2 separate regions of the Ovis aries genome follow, and region 2 is linked to region 1. Evidence: chromatin contacts called from public Hi-C data. All regions are on one chromosome and are shown on one strand. Each heading gives the region's core, a stretch centred on a gene start, on an enhancer-like site or on the middle of the called end of the contact. The rest is flanking DNA. Distances are from core to core; before and after follow the strand shown. Region 1 overlaps LOC105606443 (a long non-coding RNA gene). Region 2 overlaps H6PD (hexose-6-phosphate dehydrogenase/glucose 1-dehydrogenase).

Region 1 (3,732 bases), core at 631-3,130:
GTGCCAGTTAGATTCTTAGTCGGGGAACTAAGGAAAAAAAATGTGAACGGGGGTGAGCGTTGTCAGCATCACAAAGGTAAAGGATGGATGGACCCAGGAGAGGGAGGGAGGGACTGTGGAGTCCTTCCCACACCTACATTCCTACTTGGAGGTCAGACTGCTTCCCTCAGTACCACTGCCAAGACGCTGAACCTAAGAAAGCTCTTACTTTCCTGCTGAAAACACAAAGATATTTTCAGGTTTGCTCATTGGTATTCTTGTACTTCCAGGGGAAAAAAAAAAATCTATCTGTAATTTGGCATGTTAAGGCCAAAGAGTGCATGCAAGTTTCCTCTCTTCTCTAGGTGTGCCCGTGATGTCATACAGGGATCTTCTGAGTTTCTTTCTCAGGTTCCCTGCTGAGCCTTCCAAGAGCCCAGCCTCGTGCCCTCTCCAGGCGGTGGCCACCTGCCTCCTCCTGGTGTCAGCCTGCAATGAAGTCCCTCTTGTCTGATTCCGAGTCCATGGCCGATCCTTCCAAGGAATAACAGAATGCATGGAAGGAACTAGGTTCCCAAATAGCACATATAGCAGAGAGAGAAATTCCTGTTTCTTTCCCAGTTCCTCAGGGTTCATGCCCAGAGCCCTTGATTAACCCTGAACAGTCACATATATGATTTACAGAAATCAAATCACCCACCTGTGGTATCTTGGTGTGGGACCTGGAAACATCACACATGTAAATCTGAGCCTGGAGAGATTCTTGCAGTGTCAGGCCTGCGTCCACCTACAGCTTCCTCTAGGTGTCAAGCTGAGGCCTGGAAAGCACAAAATTCATTTTCCTTAGCCTTTCACAGACTTTTCCTCTTGACCCAGAAGATGAGTCCTGCTGCTGGGCTATTCAGAGACCAGGCCTTTTTATAAGCATATCGTCTTTGTTTTGAATCTTTCCTTGGAATTTCTGTAATCAAAGCTGACAAGTGCTTTTATCCCAGATGGACAGAGACGCTTGGTTCAACTCAGAGGCTTCCTGGTGTCTGCCTGGTCCCTCCTCACCATGGAGAACCCTGAGGCCTCAGCAGTGACGGCTGACTGGCCATGGCTCCTTTTCCTGGGTCGGTCTGCATTTGGGACCAGGAGCCTGGACCCCTCTGGTCCCATCTGGCTTTCCATGATCTCAGTCCTTCAATGGTCTCTGCATCTTCCCTGGGATAAACACCTCCGTCCCCACTTGGCTAACATCTTAACTAGGTTTTCCCAGATCGAACCACGTCAGCTTCACACTGTCTGAGGATGCAGACTCTGAAGGATCATGAGTAAAGCTAGTCATCTTGGGTTTTGCACAAAGGTGAGAAGATGTTGTTGGGTGACTGGAGATGGAGGTTCGAGTCCACTGCCCTGGACGCCCACTCTGGGAGCTCAGTTGGGATGTTTTGATCCACTCTCGCCAGAGGGCGCCGCACTCCTTTATTGTTCCCCCAGTCTTGCTTCCAGATTTCAGAGGCTCAGGTAGAGGGGGTGGACGCTTTCTAGATTCTCACAATCGCCGCTTGGCAAATGACTCAGAGGCATCACGTTGCCTGTTGGGGAGCTTGATGGTTTTAGGAGCGAAAACTCAGCTGACCTGACAAAGGCTCTTTGATCAAATGACCAGCTTTTGTACTGAACCACAGACGGCAAGCAAGAGTTTCCTTCTTGATTCCTATTCCATTTTATGACTCAAAAATAATTTCCTCCTTTTCCGAGGACAGCATCCACCCCATCTGGGATCTTTTGTGGCATAGAGATCCAGGAAAAAAAAAGTGCATCTGAAAAAGTGGATCCACATTAATCTTGGGTGCAGCTGTACTACACCAAGAAAATGCACCAAGACATTTATCTTTCTTGGTGCTGCTGGTCATTCAAAGGAGGGCAGGACGGAAGCCCTCAGCCACACAGGAATTGGACCACTATCCTCTTCCTCATGGACTGGACGGGGGTCCAAGGACAGACCTTCCATCAGCACAGCTCTCACTGTCCATGGGTGAGTGAAAAGCTGCTCAGAATACTACCTGGGGGAGCCCAGCCCAGGAGTCCTTGGAGATGGATCTTAACTCTCCCACCAGGGAGAAACCAGAGGCGTTGTGCCATGGTGAGGTGTGTATGTGTATGTAAAAGTTACAGGGGTGCAATCTGGGGGAGTCCCTCCCCTGACTCTGCCCATCGGTGCAGTTTGCACTCAGGATGCAGAAGCCGGGTCCTAGAGATGCTTCTGTTCTTGTTCTGGGGATCTGTGCTGCTCTGTTTCCCCAGGTGGCCAGTCTCGCTGTGCCTCTTCCATCCATGGGTGTTTCTGGCCTTACTAGGCTCTGTGTCACTGATAATAAAGGTGGCCTTCCCCTCTGGCCCAGTGCACATGGGCTCCAGGGAGCCTGGAACGCTGGGGAGGGCAGCCCAGCAGGCCGCACAGCCTAGATACTTTAACTGCAGAGCCCCTCCGGGCCTCTCCTGGGATGGCTGGGGGCCCTGGATGGGAAAAGCAGCTCTGGTTTCATCCAGGGCCTCTACAGGTCAGCTCGCCTTGGTCCCCTGGGGTCTGTGTTCTGGCCACCACTACCCTGGCTGGGAGGCACGCCATGTCCCTCAGCCTAGTTTAAGCAAGTTTTTGCCCTGGAACTTTTTTAAAAAAAGAATTTTTAAAATTTATTTTTGGCTGTGCTGGGTCTTTGTTGCTGCATGTGGGCTTTCTCTAGTTGCAATGAGAAGGGACTACTCTCTAGTACACGAGCTTCTCATTGTGGTGGCTTTTCTTGTTGTGGAGCACCTGCAGGCTTTAGTAGCTGAGGTTCCTGGCCTCTAGAGCACAGGCTTAGTAGTTGTGGTGCTAGGGCTTAGTTGCTCTGAGCCACGTGCGGTCTTCCCAGGTCAGGGACTGAACCCATGTCTCCTGCATTGGCAGGTGGATTCTTTACCGCCTGGGGCCAGGGAGGCCCCACAAGTTTTAAAAATAATTTTTGAAAGAAATTATTTTGGGGCCACGCTGTCCAGCATGCATGATCTTAGTACCCCAACAAGGGATCAAATCTGCACCTCCTGCAGTGCAAGCACAGTCTTAGCCACTGGACCACCAGGGAAGAGCCTGTCCTGGGACATTTTTACAACAGAGAATTCATGTGGTGGTTGTTGTAGGGGTGGAGGTTCTCAGAAAGACATCAGAAAAACTTGTTTCTCCCACAGGCCATCCTTCTGGAGCCCCACCCCCGCAGAGGGCCTGGCTCCTTGGTGCTGCTGCCAAACTGGGTGATGGAGAGGTGCTCTCCAATTCATGGCTTCCCATGGTTTCCTTTTTAAATGGAACCACTTCTCATGTTCGCCAAATAAGAACTTTAAGGGCAACAGCAACATACTATTCTCCTTCTTTTAAATTTAGCCCTGTTGCAAGGCACAGGGCTTCCCTGTTGGCTCAGACAGTAAAGAATCTGCCTGCAATGAAGGAGACTCAGGATTGATCCCTGGGTTGGGAAGATCCCCTGGGGAGAGGAATGGCAACCACTCCAGTAACCTTGCCTGGAGAATTCCATGGACAGAGGAGCCTGGTGGGCTACAGTCCATCAGGTCACAAACAGTCGGACACGACTGAGCGACTAACACTTCCACTTTGTGAGGTGTATGGGATCTTAATTCCCCAACCAGGTATTGAACTTGAGCCCTCGGCAGTGAAAGTACGGAGTCTTAACCATCAGATCACCAGGGAATTCCCTATTCTTATCATTT
Region 2 (3,732 bases), core at 816-3,315, 190 kb after region 1:
GTCAAGAAAAAAAAAAGTCTGTTTCTGAAAACTAACTTGTAGGAAACCGCCCCTTAAGTTTCTGCGGAAGCGTCTCCCTCCCTTTCTCAGCCACACTGTCTGGTTCTCTACGCAAACGGGGAAGAGGAAGGTCCCAGACCGGGGAGACTGGACCCGTGAGCTCTGGAACAAGAGTCCCCAAGGGAGTGTTCTGAAATACCGCCTGCTGGCAGAGCTCGGGTTGTGCTGGTCCCTGGGAGGCCCGGGACTGGGAAGAAAGCACTGTCGGCAGAAGAACAAGAAGTGGGGCAGGAGGACAGGACTGTCCTAACTTGCAGTTGGCAGGAAACTTTGCTCCCGGAGCAACATCAGAATCTAGCTTCTAGCAGCTGGGAAAGTCCCTAAATCTCTCCCTGCAGCAACTGGTAATAAACCTGCTTCAGAGAAGAGGATGTGAGCCGGCCTCCAAGAGGAGGGGCCGGTCTCCTTTCACAGGCCTGCAGAGCCGCTCCAGCTGCCTGGGCTCTGTCTGGGAAACGCTGGGAGCTGCACTGGGCTCCCTGGGAAGGAGGTGGTACCGCAGGATGGCTGGGAGCACATGTCTACAACCCTGCGGTCCACGTCCGGTTTAGAACTGGCCTGCTGTCGTCAGACAACTCCAGTTTCAACTTCAAAATCATCGGTCAATTAGGATCCCTCCACCTTCTCACGGGGTTGTTGTAAAGACGAAACAAGACCATACAGCAGAAAACATTTAGTACTCAGCCTGCCACCCTCTGTATAGGACACATCATCACCGCTTCCAGAAGCCCTGGGGCTCCGACTGATGTGTCTTCCATCACCCACCCCTCCCCTCCCTTGTGATGGGAGCGGTGAGCATCCCACCACGGAGGCTGTAGCAGCATCAGTGGAGACCAGCCTGATGCATGAAGCTGCAGGAACAGGAAGCCTGGGTACCAGTTCCAGAGTGCTCATGAGCATCCCTGTGTAAGCTGGGTGCCCGTGCTCCTTTCCAACCCTTGGGACCTCGGTTTACCCAACAGTGTAAAAGTCAGATTAGAGCAACACGTTTCAAACTATGGATCAGCTTGATTTAGTGAATTATAAGCAGCATTTTTTTTTTTTTTTTAAAAAGAAGGTATCCAGAATTCTCAGGATGAGAATTCATTTATGGAACTTTGGCTTGAGATGCAGATTCATACATGAGTGCAAGCGCTGACTCATGATGTAAAGTGTGTTTCTTGCTGTGGATCATGACCCAGAAAGTCTGAAAACCACCAGCACAGGATAGGAGAGAGAAAAGGGGAAGGGGAGCGGGAGGAAGCGGGACTGTGACAAGGGCTCCCAGTGGACTACGCTGGTGTGAGTTTAAGACAGTGCTTCCTAGAGGGGTGGGATTGGGGGTGGGGAGCTTCGAGGGAGGTTTAAGAGGGAGGTGCACATGTGCATGCTCTCTGCAACCCCTTGGGCCGTAGCCTGCCAGGCTCCCTGTCCATGGGATTCTCCAGGCAAGAATACTGCAGTGGGCTGCCATTTCCTTCTCCAGATCTTCCCGACCCAGGGACTGAACCCACATCTCCCATACTGGCAGGTGGACTCTTCACCAGCGAGCCACCAGGGAAGCAGCGCAGGAGGCAGGGGATGTGTGTACAAAGAGCTGACTCACTCTGTTGTACGGCAGAAACTAACACCATAAAGCAACTGCACCCCAATTAAAAAACAACAAAAACCCCAGAGCACTTGATTCTGGGAAGGAAACCCTGGCACTTCCTGCCCCGCCTGGCCCCTACACACGCTCTCCAAAGATGAAGGTGCATTTTGAGGCAAGGTGCTCCTCTCAGAACAGGACATGCCCGGCTCAGGCCTGTGGTAACTTGCTGTTACTCAGAAATGGTGACATCAGAAGTTTGCTGGCCCCTTATCCTGCAGCGACACTTGGGCACATGCAAGTCCCTCTCTTTCTCACAGAAGTTCCTAAGGAACAGATTGGGGAGGGGGAGGTCCTCAGTGCTAGGGATCCGGGGAGGCTCAGGAGCCTGGGGGCGGGGAGAGATGAGCGGCTCTGTGGTCCAGACAGCAGGGATGGTCTGAGGGCGCCCCCATGTGGCCACACGTGACACCTGCAGTCACGTGTCCATTCCCGCAGTCCACTCCCATCAGCAGCCTCAAAGCTAAAAACGCTGATTTTCAGAAAGGGAGGAAACTTTCCCACCTGGGCACTGTGCTCTGATCGGCCAAGGTGAGTCTTCTGGGCATTAATATTGATGTCCTGTCTGGATGGGGTCTCTGGAGGCTGGGGGAAGCCAAATGTTATTGGGAGCCTTTATGTGCAGAGCCCCCTGCCAGCACCCACCTCACAGGCACACATCTCCAAAGCAAGAATTCTTGTAAATTCTTGAAGAAGTGTAAACAGCCTTGAAGAAAGTGCAAACAATCAAAAGTTGAAAGACACATTTCATGATGCTCCTTCTTGCCCAGGAAAGCCCTTGGTGTGACCTTGACACTTTGTATCTGCCTGATCTGATACAAACTGTGCCTATCAGATGGGGAAGCTGTTCCACAGAAAACCCTGCTTTACCCTTCACTCATGTAACTTGGGCTGTGTGGAAAGCTGAAATCAAGCGTTTTGAGAATTTTCACTTTTTTATAAAAGAATCTTGTAGATGCCTCCCACCGCTTGGGGGTTTCAGAGAAACAGCTGTTATTGGCCCAGGACTTCTTGGGAGCACCTGTTTACTCTAAATGAGAAGCTCGACCGGGACTGCCTCCCCCAAGTCTTCAGCGTTGTGTTAGTGGTGAAGTGAGCGGTGGCAGAAGGGGCTGGCACATAAGAGGCCACTGCCTCCATGAGGTAGTGTGAAAGGGTGGGCAGCAGTCGCCCTTTCTCGGCACTGACAACCAGCGAAGGCCCTGGGACAGCGGTGGACTGCCACTGCTGACGTGGGCTGCAGCCGCTCCGCCAGGGAGGCCTGGCTCCAGCTGGGTGAGGGTCGGAGCGCCTGGATGGTCTGGGTGCCCTGATGTCACATCTCACTCCCCCTAGATGTTACCATAGGAGAAAGATTTAACTGGATTTTTTCAGGAAAAACGAGGAGACGCTGAGAGCGGAAACACTCACTGGAAGTCCCTTGAGACAAAAGGATCCTCTTCAGTGTGGATCCCAGGAATGGTCTGACCAACTCTGTCCAGTGTGTTTCAGTGCCTCACGCAGAGCTGTCTGGCTGTGGTGGCAGGTTCACGCTATCGGCACCCGCCCCCCACAAAAGACAGGCTCCAGCAGGGCCGAGGCGGGAGACAGCGGCACGTGCCTGGGGCAGGGGTCCTCCCTGATGGAGCTGGGGAACCGGCGCCTCCTGCCATTGGTAAAGTCCACCTACTGAGAAAAGGAGCTCCACAGCACAGCCACAAGATTCTTGGACCCATTTCCACATCCTAGCGTTTGTTGCTAGGGAGTCTGAGGGACAGCAAAGCAGAGGGGGTGGGAAGACCTCCCTGGTGGAGGTCCAGGAAGGCGGGACCTGAGACGCAGAGCAAGCGGAGGTGGCCCTGGAGGGGACAGGACAGCAGGCTGAGCTGGAGGCTGGAGAAAAAAAGGACGGAGGAGGAGGCGGCAGGTCCTAGCAGGCGCTCGTGGCTCCAGGTGGGCACCTGGGCTCCAGCATCCACACTCTGCTTTTCTGCTGGAGGCAGTCCAAGGCTCCTGGCCCACAGGTACCTTCTGGTTAACCACCCCCCGACTGCACTCCTGCTCTG

The links. A called contact is a pair of places that touch in the nucleus more often than the background predicts.
Region 2: a Hi-C map of hypothalamus shows a contact between it and region 1, with 4 times the contacts expected there. The contact joins two enhancer-like sites. A contact is called at or near these places in 6 of 16 Hi-C or Micro-C datasets (hypothalamus, mesenteric adipose tissue, muscle and 3 more).

Annotation. Positions count from the first base shown.
Region 1 is chr12:43,280,556-43,284,287 of ARS-UI_Ramb_v3.0, forward strand. It overlaps LOC105606443 (a long non-coding RNA gene), which reads right to left. Exons shown (of 6, transcript XR_009595693.1): 5 at 680-3,732. Among named protein-coding and RNA genes, the nearest start is that of SLC25A33, 78 kb to the left of the region's middle. Within about 2 kb of position 1,881, at least 11 of the 54 cell types and tissues checked have an H3K27ac peak or open chromatin away from gene starts, as enhancers often do. A contact at or near this core is called in hypothalamus, where this site is marked.
Region 2 is chr12:43,465,981-43,469,712 of ARS-UI_Ramb_v3.0, forward strand. It overlaps H6PD (hexose-6-phosphate dehydrogenase/glucose 1-dehydrogenase), which reads right to left. Exons shown (of 5, transcript XM_027975665.3): 5 at 1-3,732. Among named protein-coding and RNA genes, the nearest start is that of SPSB1, 30 kb to the left of the region's middle. Within about 2 kb of position 2,066, at least 4 of the 54 cell types and tissues checked have an H3K27ac peak or open chromatin away from gene starts, as enhancers often do. A contact at or near this core is called in hypothalamus, where this site is marked.